Linked DNA regions of Sus scrofa: regions 2, 3 and 4 are each linked to region 1. A link is a contact called in public Hi-C and HiChIP or PLAC-seq data. All regions are on one chromosome and are shown on one strand. Each heading gives the region's core, a stretch centred on a gene start, on an enhancer-like site or on the middle of the called end of the contact. The rest is flanking DNA. Distances are from core to core; before and after follow the strand shown.

Region 1 (2,801 bases), core at 104-2,603:
CCGGCCCTTCCGGGGCGAGCACCCGCGCCTGCGGGGCGAGCGCACGCAGGCTCCTGGGATTGGAAGCGTGCCTAGAGAGGCAGTAAGCTCAGCGCGCCCTCCACCCCGACCCTCAGTCGAAGAGGCTGCGAAGCCCGCGGGTCTCCCCGCACCCCAACCTCCCTTCCCCGGAGATGCAAATCCGCAGCAAAGAGGACCGGAGAGAGTTACCCGCCGAGGCCTAGGCGCGAAGACCACAGAAACGCCCCGGACTCCCGGGCCGGGGGCCCTCTGCTTTCGACGCGCCCGCCGCCGCTCTCTCCAGCCAGCTGCTGCCTCTCCCTCGGCGCCTGCAGCATCGGGCCGCCGAAGCCCGCGGCTGGCGGAACTGGAGGAAGGTGGCGCGGCTCAGGGGCGGCACAGGGAGGAATCAGTCTCCTTGGACCCTGCCGGGAAGCAGGGAAGGATGCAGCGCCGCCCGGAGTCCGAGGCGCCCACCAGCGCGTGCGCTGCCCGCAGCTCCTGGCTCTCGATCCAGTCAAAAGCGTGGAAAGCCTCGGGAGCCGCGGGGAAGCTCCTCCTGCTGGGCGGCTGGCGCCAGATGCGTGGTGGCCGTGGCCGCCCGCAAGTTGGCTGAGGAAGGTGCAATGCGGAGGGAGGCGTTGGGGCGCCGGGGCAGGCGAGGCAGGAGCGCGGCCAAGCTCCTACCTTTCCGGCTGGGCAGACTCCCGCCGCGCGCCCTCTCCTGGAGTCCGGGACAGGAAAATCACCACGAGGGGAGGGCAGGGAAAAAGCGGCGGGTGGCTTCAGGACAAGGTAGGAGGATCAAGTTGCACAGCCTAGGAGACTCTGCCATCCCTCCTAGATTTGTTTGGAAGGCTGCAGAGACCAAAGCTAGGGGCAGCTCAGGTACCTCCCCCCGCCCCACCCGGCTGGCAGGCAGCACAAGTAAACACTTTTGCTTGACTCTCTGTGGACTTTGGTGACACCAGGAGGGGCAAGGCGGTTTGGTCCCCAGCAGAAAGGGAGGGGGCGGTCAGAGAGATCCGTGTTTCTGGGATCTGCCCTTTCAAGGACAAATGTATTAGTGCTTTTTTCTCTTTTGGCGGAAACATTACTGTAGGGAGTAGAACCAAGGTGAGATGTGCATTTTCTTCTCTTGTTAAAGTTGGTCTTCCTTGATAAAAGCATATATTAATAATGACTTCATACTTGGATAGCTGTGAATACTTTTTAAATTTCAGTGTTTGTGAAATAACTCGCTGTTTAGTAACATTCAACTAGTAACTCCAGACTTTGAGCACTGAACATCATCATCACATTCTGTCAGATGACTCCAGGAAGAAGAGCCACAGATTTGGGTGCAATTCAAAGTAAGTAATGTGGAGTTCCCCTTGAGGTGCAGCGGAAACAAATCCGACTAGGAACATGAGGTTGTGGGTTTGATCCCTGGCCTCACTCAGTGGGTTAAGGCTCTGACTCTTGCCGTGAGCTGTGGTATAGGTCACAGAGGTGGCTCGGATCTGGTGTTGCTGTGGCTGTGGCATAGGCCAGCAGCTGTAGCTCCGAATAGACCCCTATCCTGGGAACTTCCATATTCCCTGGGTGCAACCCTAAAAAGACCAAAAAAGGGAGTTCCCGTTGTGGTGCAGCGGTAACAAACCCAACTAGTATCCATGAGGATGCGGGTTCGATCCCTGGCCTTGCTCAGTGGGTTAAGGATCTGGCATTGCTGTGAGCTGTGGTGTAGGTTGCAGACATGGCTCAGATCTGGTTTTGCTGTGGCTCTGGTGTAGGCCAGCAGCTACAGCTCCAATTCGACCCCTAGCCTGGGAACCTCCATATGCCACAGGAGTGGCCCAAAGAAATAGCAAAAAAAAAAAAAAAAAAAAAAAAGACCAAAAAAAAGTGAGTAATGTGTCACCACTTCATCTGTGATGGACCTTGTGGTGTTTGTGTTAATTTTGACAACAGCCCTAGGAGCACTTGTTATTTTCCCAGGTCTACTATCAAAAAATTCAGAGGGTCCAGAAATCCCTATCATTTCCTTTTCTACAAATTGCCTCTGATGGAACCCACACAGATTTTGCAGTTTTAAACATGGTTCCTGAGACATCAGAGTAGTGAAAAGTGTTTATGGAATTTGTCTATTTGGGCCCATTTTTCTTGAGGTTACTTTGCTCTTTTAGGTTCTCCTAAGTTTATTATTCTTCTCTTGTTCAGGATTTTCTTTCTTTCTTTCTTTCTTTCTTTCTTTCTTTCTTTCTTTCTTTCTTTCTTTCTTTCTTTTTTTGTCTTTTAGGGCCACACCCGAGGCATATGGAGGTTCCCAGGCTAGGGGGTCAAATCAGAGCTGTAGCTGCTGGCCTATGCCACAGCCACAGCAATGCCAGATCCTTAACCCACTAGCAAGACAAGGGATCGAATCTGTGTCCTCATGCTCAGATTCATTTCTGCTGAGCCATGACAGGAACTCCAGTTCATGATTTTCAGAATTAAACACAAATTAAACCTCCTCTCCTCTAGCTTTCCTAAGACTTTTGGATCTATACAGTCATACGCAAAGGGGAAAGTCCCTCCAATTTTCTTAGGTGACATTTGCACTTCTTCATAGTTGTAGTGTCCAAAAAGGCACTGTTCACCCTAACCTAGTTGAAATTCCATCTCCTCCACTGACCCACTGAGTGACCTTGAGCAAGTGACTTACCCCAGTGACTTCTTTTTGGTCTCCTCTAAAGTGAGATAATACATCCTCTTTTCAGGGGTGGTTAGGAGGATTAAAATAGACGGTGACAGAAAGAATTCTCGGTACAATGCTTATC
Region 2 (2,801 bases), core at 107-2,606, 230 kb before region 1:
ACCTCAGACAAACGATTATACTTCCACATTCCTATTTCTTCATCTATAAAAAATGTCAAGGAAAGTTTGGCAGAGGGGGAAAGAATCTCAATGTTCATGCTCAAACTATAGATCAAATTGTTATAATTAAACCCACAGCATAACCAAGTCCCACAAACCTATTGTAGATGCCATAATATTATATCATTTGTCACTTAAAATCTGCTTATATTCCATCTGGTACAGACACGAAGGTGATGTATTATTTAACCGGCAAAATAAATCCTATTAGAGTGCACTGCTGGCATTGTTCTTTCCCTGAATTCTTTTAACTCCTTCAAAACAAAATGTTCTTCTGGGAGCATAAAAAAATGATGGAATATACAGGACATGAAACGTTTTTAAGAGTGAATAGGTTTAGTTTTAATCAAAATCCCACTTCTACTTTTAATATTATCCTTCATCTGAGAATGTGAAAAAAAAAACTGATTGGATTATACTCTTGGATTAATAAGGGAAAATTGTTTCTAGTCTTAGTTCTGGGAATAATCAGGTATGTGACCTTGGACAATTATGACTGGTTTATAGGAGAAAATATTACAAAACCATTATGTATATACACTTAGAAGGCTTTATAATAGCATTGAAAATAATTATGGTATTAAACTAAAATCCCTTTAGAATATTTTTTGCATTTTTAATAAGTTAGGAAAATGTTCAAATAATATTAAGTGAAGAGCCAAGAAAGGGGGTACAAATTATGTGTTAGTGTTACCTTGGCTGCCAAGACTAAAAATGCTAAGACCAGGAGGAAATTCAACAAAATGTTAGCAATAGCTGTTTTATTATGTTGGTGGAATTGTAAACGACATCTTTCTCTTCTTTCAACATTTCTTTACAATGTAATATTCTCTAATACCAATATATTATCTTATTATTGGGAAAAAACTACTTACAAAAGAAATTATGTGACTCCTATGCAAAAAGAATACTTTAGCTTTCATCCACCTGTTAATCCTGCAGATAGTAGTGACAATTATTCCTGAGAATGCTCAGATAATCTCACATACCCCCAATTATTCAGAAACAAAATATTAGTGATATCCTACACCTTGCAAAAATTGATTTCCAGGTATTGTTATTTGCTCTGCTCATTACTCAAGTCAAGTGATACTGAATCAGGGTTGGCAGCGAGGGAATAATTGCCCTCACTACAGATCAGGAAGCCATCAACTCCACCGGAAGAGATTACGGTGCGTAGCAGTGACACACTGAGAAACATCTTATTTATGAAGCCACAAAATAACTTCCTAAAGAGACCATTAAGTCATGCCTAGAAAATGTATCAGCAAACCTCTGTGGCCTTATTACCCAGCCTCCTTCTTAGAGGAAACCACCTCCCTTTCCCACAGAGGAGTCATGAGTGGTCAGCTATAGAGCCACCACAACTGTACAAATGCTCCAAAAGAGCTCTCCAGTGTCTCTCTGAAAGGCACACACAAAGCTCTTTCCTAGTGCAACTGTGACCCATTCTTTCACTTATTATATGTTATCAAGTACTAAATATGTGCTAACCCCAAGAGACAAAAATATCTTCTCACTTAAACATGAAAAACAAGTAGAATTTGACTTTGGCAAGTTACAACTTGAAGTTTGCCTCAAGGCATTATTTTTAGTTATTTATATATATGTATTTAATTATTGTTCTTTTTTTAATTTTCAATATTTATTCTTCTCATTAGAAGAAGCTGCATTTCAAGGTCAGAAAGATCTGGGCTTGAATCCTGACAGGAAAAATATTAATGGTTTGACTTGATTAATTTACATAACCTTTCCAAACTTTTATTACTTATCTACAGTGGAACTAATAAGATTGATGACATGTAAAAATCATTGTTTATCTTCAATAAATGTTATTTGCCTTTGTTGTTAACGATATATATTTATTAAGGATTAAATGTAATAAGAAAGGCATATTTCAACAAAAATCATTGCTACTTCAAAAGCACACAAAAAGAATAATCAATTTATCTAATCAGATCAGGGTGCTGCAAAGGAATTGATGGAGAACAACCCATTAGTCCCTCAGTTACTTGTAATAAACTGAAATCATTCTAGACTTTTTTTTAAAAAAAGAGACATTTATTTATTTATTTATTTGTCTTTTTGACTTTTCCGGGGCCCCTTCCCGCTGCATATGGAGGTTCCCAGGCTAGGGATCTAATAGGATCTGTAGCCACCGGCCTACGCCAGAGCCACAGCAATGCCAGATCCAAGCCGAGTCCACGACCTACACCACAGCTCATGACAACGCCAGATCCTCAACCCACTGAGCAAAGCCAGAGATTGAACCCGCAACCTCATGGTTCCTAGTTAGATTCGTTAACCACTGTGCCACGACGGGAACTCCCACTCTAGACTTTTAACATTTGTTTTTAGCTATATCTGACAGAAGCACTAATTTCAGCATAGAAGCCCCCCAAATAAGTTACTGACTCAAAAGGAAGGTATTCTACTAGAACCACCTCTCTCTGATCTGTCCAAACTGCTAGGAAACAGATAAACCAACAGCAACCTCACATACTGTTGAATTTTGGCTAAGGCTACATGCTGGAAAGAGGCAACCAGCTCAACCAGCCTGAAGCACACACATCAAGGAAACAAGAAAGAAGAGAACACTTTTTATCTTCATTTACTGGTTTCTGCATAGTAGGAGACAACCTAAGAGATTCTGAATGAAAACAGAAGGGCTCCTTTCTTCAATGTAAGAGAGAAAATTCCATTCATTTTGTTCGTTTTGCTGAAGGTGAGGGTACTCAGAG
Region 3 (2,801 bases), core at 106-2,605, 170 kb after region 1:
TGTATATAGCCATTTCCTTGTGAATAAATGCATGGAGGGGCTCTAAATGCAAATTAACAATTTACTGTGCACTGCTACCATTTTCTCTGGTTGGTTCCTCTGACAATTCTCCTCTGGCAAGGTATTCTACATGAAAATCCAGTCATATTTGAATATTATATTCTATTACCTTATTTTACTTATGTGTTAGATATGAATAGCAGTTCAACTTAGGCAAAAGAAATATAGCTAAAGATAGAGAAACAGATAGCTATGTCTTCAGTCTGTCAGGGTGGTAGAAATTTAGTATCAGCCTGGGGCTCCCACCTTTCTCCTGTTCTGTAGCTAAATTTGAAGGCATTTGAGGGGTGAAGTAGGGTTTGACAGCACCTCTGGTCCTTGAGTTGGCCGTCTCTGTAGGTACCTGTTGAGAAACCTATCATTGCTGGTCTCATGCCACATTCATGGGTCTATACACATCACTACAGAGATGTCCCTGCTTTCTGTCTGTGAATTTATATGCAATACTTGAAGGCTCATTTTGTTTTCTCTGAGCCATAAAGTCATTTGCAGTCTCTCAGGTTGTGCATGATTCTTTCTGCTTAAGGCAATGTTCTCAAAAATTCAGTCTTTTTCATACTATATAAACAATTTTTTATTCACTTTTTTTGACATATCTGGGACTCTCAGCATTAACTTAATGTTTTTCTTTAACTAACTGTAATTAATTTTAAAAGGGTGCTTTACTACAATAGAAAATATCACTTGCCATAAAGAGAAAGCAGCCAACAAACAAAAATTGTATGAAACCCAAAGGATGCCATTACATGCTAGTTGGATACTGTCTGTCAGATTACATCCTTCTTAGTCTAAACTTAAGCAATAAAATCAGAAAGACTATCTGGTGCAATGAGAGCGAGGTTGTGAGAGAGTAAGTCAATGGGTTATCATCTCGAAAGTATAATCTCATTGCTGTTCACAAGTAGGGTAGTGGTGAGGAAAACACAAGATTGGAAAATCCGACTCATAAAGTCACAACTAATGAGTATCAGTGACCAGGCAGGTCGCCTTACTTGGTGGACGTTCGTTCCTTCCTCAGTAAAAAATAAGAATCCAACAGCCCAGACCTCCCTTTCGCGTACCGACTGCCCCTCCGGAGCCGAACTACACCTCCCACAACTCGCCGCGCGCGGCGCCGGGAATGCCGTCCGCTGCCTCTCGCTGCTTTTCCTCTGTCCCTCCTACAACTCCCACAAGCCCCCTCGGCTCTGTGGCCAGGCCCAGCCCGGGGTGGAGGCGGAGGCGGAGGCGCGGGAGTTATGGAGGGGGCGGGCTCTGCAGGGAAGTGCGTCAGAAGAGGCGTGGGGAGAGTAGGGTTCTGTGGTTTGAGCTTGAGGGTGAAGCTGGCGGAGCAGGAGGATGGGCGGTGAGTGAGCGGGGCCGGCGTCGCTCGGCAGGGGTCGCGTAGCTGTTGGACGTTTCCAGCCGTTTGAAAAGGGGCCCCCTACCCGGGCGCGGCCGGGGTGTGCGGGTTCTGAGCGGGGGGCTGTTGCGGGGCTTTTCCCTCGGCCGAGCGGTCTGGGGAAGGGCCTGCCCCGGTCACTGAGGCCCCTGGCTGGACCGCGCAGGGCTGCCCGGCCGTAGCTCTGGCTAGTCTCGACCCCCCGCCCGGCCACGAGGTGCGTCCCGCGAGGTGACAGCGCTAGGCGTCCGGCCTGGGCGAACTGCCGCTCCGGTGCCCGGGACCTTTTAAGGTCATTTGAGAGCACAAGGATGAAAAAGGATTAAAAAAGAATAAAAATACAAACCCAACCTCTGGAGTTAAAGTTAATTATTGTAATTGCTCTGGTCTCTCCTGAGTCACTTGCCATTTTCCAAACTCAGCAGCCCCAGTTTGCGAGCCTGTTTTCGTACTCCTTTTAAAGGTGTTTGGTGCGGTCATGGTATATACTTGCAGTATTTGACTCAGCTTGATCCGGCTTGAGTCATTTTACTGCGGCCATTTACTACTGCCGTTGAGCCCTGTCCACGCCTTTGGAGTGCTTGTATTTTGCCCGATTCTGGGTTTTCTTTCTGGCTGAGGAGGAATCATTTAGTTTGCAGATGAGGAGGTTCAAAAGTATAAAGAATGAGGACGGTCGATAGGAGTGAAGACTTAGGCAGCGTTAAGGAGCTTGGTTTAGCTTTAATGGATTAGGGGCAGATTGATATCTAGCATTATTATATATTATTATTCTCTTTTCTATTTCTTGCGCCTGAAACAACCTTCTCTCTGGTTTAACAAGCGTTTTCAACTGTCTTCTGAATAGCTCTCTACTCTTAACCTTGTTTTGGAAGGTTTCCCTAATCAGAGGAAACTGGGAGGAGCCGATTTCCTCTGCTTCCTTTTCTGTTGGCGGACTTGCGTACAGAGAGATGGGACCGAGGCTTATTGCCAGGAAGCAGTGTTTATTTGTGCCTGCACCGGCTCAGGATTCATATCCATCGGCTGAGCCGAGAGCGCAGGGGGGCGTAGCTTTATATACCCTTCATTAGTTGCCCCTTTACATTTTAGCCCCTTTGTCTTCCTTATGGGGTAACATACATTTGATTAGATGGTCTATGCTACAGAGTTACGCATGCGCACACAGATGCTGATGATTCCACGTTGCCTTCCCTTTGTTCTGGGGGGGCCCTAACCACATTTCCTCTGCCCTTTTCACACCCAGACTCAGAACAGTTAATGCTCTGCAGTCTTTCCTTAACCATTTATGCTAGGTACATTGCTGACTCTGGGCATGTCTGTTGTTTGTATCTGTAATGTGTATGTCCATTTCAGTGTT
Region 4 (2,801 bases), core at 181-2,680, 160 kb before region 1:
TTACAAAATAAAATCCTGACCTCTTAACTTGTCTTAGATCTTGTGCCTACTCATTTTTTTCACTCTAGTCTTCAGTTACTCCTGTTACAGTCAGCAATAGTTAACCCCATCAGCTACATGTACATCATTCACTGTGGTGCTGGTGAGCCAGCCTACTTTGCCTCTGGTCTGAGATCACCTTCCTCACTTTGTGCCCTCACTCAGGACTCAGCTGGAGTTTCATGTCCATGACTGGTTCCTTGAACTCCTTCCACTCTGGTATTTGACATCAGCCCATACCTCCAACACGGCACTGACAACAATGGATGTTTACATGTTTGCCCCTCCTGCAAAATGTAGGCTCCTCTGATTGAACTGCATGTGCCTACTGTCTCCTTTAGGCCTAAAGCATAGTAGGTTAAATAAGCATCCAATAAATACTTTTTGAATAAATCTGGTAGAAGTGTTTAATGCATAAGGAGTCAGCAGGGGAGTTGAAAGTGATGACCTCCAAAGTCCTTTTGAATGCTGAGATTTTCATTTGAGGATATCAGCCTCTTCCATAGTGTTGAAATGACATCTGCTTATGAGCCTCACCCATAACTTCAAGGTACTCTTCAGCCTGAGCTTTAGACTAAAATGTCCACCTGCCTGTTATATAACTTCACATAGCTATAGCTGTGAAGGACATTCCAAACTCAGGATGTCCAAAATAACTCAGTTGCTCACACAACTTGACCCACCATTCCAGTTTTCTGTATTTGTTAATAACACTAACCTCCTCTCAGAGGGCCATGCTAAGAATATCCAGGATGGCACATTTCTCTTAAAACAAACAAATCCTGTGGATTCCCCTTTGCCAAGACCAGTTCTTTTTGTCACTGCATGTCTTTACAGTTTCCATCAAATTACTTGTGACTCTAACTAGTATTTATTTTATTCTGACTTTCATGATCTTTTCCATCTCTGTCCCAATACAAGATCCTGGAAGATTTCCTCATTAGGGCTACACAGGGTTTGTAGGTAGACAGCAGGTGTTCAATCTTGGTAGAATGGCTCAGTGGATGTTAGGATGTTAGGTTTAAATTGCTTTAGGGGTTTGGTTCTTGTTAATGTACTTTTTGCCCCTCTCGTACAGTAAATATAGTAAAATGCACAGGAAACAGAAAATACATATATTTTAAAAATCGAACACTTTATCTGTTCTAACTCGGAGTTGATGTAACAATTAGCTACAGCTTTAATAACATATTCTGCTATTTACATAAATAAATAAATAAATAAATAAATAAATAAATAAATAAAGTCCCTTAGACTCAGCTCCCAGCAAAAACCAGCCAGGATTCAGGTTTCCCACCCCTTCCAGTGGCCTGATGTGCGGCGGGGGAGGAGCGAACAGCAAGCTAGGGTGGAGGAGCAGGGGGAGCGGGATGGGGGACGTCCCGGAAGTCATTGACCAGAGCGAGCGGCAGCCTCAGCGGGATCAGCTCGGGCTGCAGTCCCAACAATAACAGGCGCGCGGGCCGGGTGGGGGCCGCCGGGGGGCCCAAACTTGGGGGCGGAACCCGGATTGGGGGAGGCGGGTGGGACGCTTCCCAAGGCCGTAAGGGATTGGAGGAGAGAGATGAGGGGCGGTGGAGCTCTAGGAGTGGGCTGGGGAGCTAACGGGTCGACCAAGGAGAGAGCGCGTTGATTGGGTAACGCAGAGGGAGACGGACCAGAGCCGACTGCGGATTGGCTGTGGCGGGCTGTGCAGGCGTGGCCAGCGAGCGCGAGAGGGAGCGCGAGGGAGCTGGCGGCTTGTCTGCCAGCCAGCTAGCCGGAACCCCGGGCTAGTGCGGCGGGCAGGAGTCGGGTTGAGGAAAGCTGCGCGGGAGGCGCGTACCCCAGCTCAGCTGCCGCAGCCGCCGCCGCCTTCTGCGACTAGAGCACTCCGCTTCCTTCCCTCCCCTCCCTCGCGCTCCGGCCTGGGGTCTTGGGGCGGGGAGTGGAGGGAAGGGACGAAGGAGGAGGAGGTTTCGGAGAGTGAGGGGCGGAGGGGGTTCCCGGCGCGGGGCGAAGCGCGCGCAGCCTCTTGCTCTCCCGCCGCTGCCTTTGACTCTTCGCCCGGTGCCGCGGCTCCGGGGCGCCCGCACTATGCAGGCGGATGGCGAGCCGGGCGATGGTGAGAGCTGGGCATAACCCTCTTCTTTTTCTAGTCCGGGCCGCGGCCGCCGCCCCCGCCCGGGCCGCGCTCCCCCTCTCCCGCTCCTACCCCCTCCCTCCCCGGTCCAACTCCTCCTCCTTCCCCATGCCTCTGTTCCTCCTCCTCTTACTTATCCTGCTCCTGCTCCTCGAGGACGCCGGAGCCCAGCAAGGTGAGCGGTTCCCGACTAGTGCGCGGAGCCCCAGGGGCGGGGGGGGGGGTTGGGGGGAGCCTCGGGGTGGTGTGTGTCCGGCCTTTAGCAGAATCTGCAGGCGCGCCGGGGAGGTGCGGTGCGCTTCGGTGAGTGGCCAGACCTGGTTTGGCACCCGCTTAACTGAGTTGCAAAGGTGGGCTGTCTGTGTCCCCCAAGTTGGCGTGGCTTTACTTTTTGGGAAGCCCATTCATTTTTCTGAAAAGGAGGTGAAACCCTGCCCGCTGTGAAGTCCTCCTTTTGGGTTTGGGTTCTTCTGAGGAACATCTTTTGGAGGAAAAGGAGAAGTTTTGGAGATGTAGCACCTCCCCTCAAGTTAAGCTAAATGGATAGATGGGCAGAGTAGAACGGGAAGGTAATTAAATAGCATCTTAAACCCAGGAAAGGCAGGTGGTGATAATCTTTTGTGAAAGTGCTTAGGTTCAA

The links. A called contact is a pair of places that touch in the nucleus more often than the background predicts. HiChIP or PLAC-seq counts read pairs in DNA pulled down with a chosen protein or histone mark.
Region 2: a Hi-C map of embryonic fibroblasts shows a contact between it and region 1, with 1.9 times the contacts expected there. The contact joins the enhancer-like site here to the promoter of ST3GAL6 in region 1. A contact is called at or near these places in 2 of 5 promoter capture datasets (fetal liver and liver), 8 of 47 Hi-C or Micro-C datasets (embryonic fibroblasts, fetal heart ventricle, fibroblasts and 4 more) and 1 of 2 datasets of contacts at active chromatin or transcription factors (alveolar macrophages).
Region 3: a contact with region 1 is called in an H3K27ac HiChIP or PLAC-seq map of skeletal muscle. The contact joins the promoter of CLDND1 here to the promoter of ST3GAL6 in region 1. A contact is called at or near these places in 1 of 47 Hi-C or Micro-C datasets (embryonic fibroblasts) and 2 of 2 datasets of contacts at active chromatin or transcription factors (alveolar macrophages and skeletal muscle).
Region 4: a contact with region 1 is called in an H3K27ac HiChIP or PLAC-seq map of skeletal muscle. The contact joins the promoter of DCBLD2 here to the promoter of ST3GAL6 in region 1. A contact is called at or near these places in 5 of 47 Hi-C or Micro-C datasets (embryonic fibroblasts, heart right ventricle, liver and 1 more) and 2 of 2 datasets of contacts at active chromatin or transcription factors (alveolar macrophages and skeletal muscle).

The regions. Positions count from the first base shown.
Region 1 is chr13:160,223,984-160,226,784 of Sscrofa11.1, forward strand. It overlaps ST3GAL6 (type 2 lactosamine alpha-2,3-sialyltransferase), which reads right to left and starts at 1,354. Exons shown (of 11, transcript XM_021070677.1): 1 at 688-1,354.
Region 2 is chr13:159,997,370-160,000,170 of Sscrofa11.1, forward strand. No RefSeq gene overlaps it. Among named protein-coding and RNA genes, the nearest start is that of DCBLD2, 65 kb to the right of the region's middle. Within about 2 kb of position 1,357, at least 12 of the 83 cell types and tissues checked have an H3K27ac peak or open chromatin away from gene starts, as enhancers often do. A contact at or near this core is called in embryonic fibroblasts, where this site is marked.
Region 3 is chr13:160,396,169-160,398,969 of Sscrofa11.1, forward strand. It overlaps CLDND1 (claudin domain containing 1), which reads left to right and starts at 1,356. Exons shown (of 5, transcript NM_001243498.1): 1 at 1,356-1,405.
Region 4 is chr13:160,062,312-160,065,112 of Sscrofa11.1, forward strand. It overlaps DCBLD2 (discoidin, CUB and LCCL domain-containing protein 2), which reads left to right and starts at 1,431. Exons shown (of 16, transcript XM_021070662.1): 1 at 1,431-2,336. The coding sequence starts at 2,126.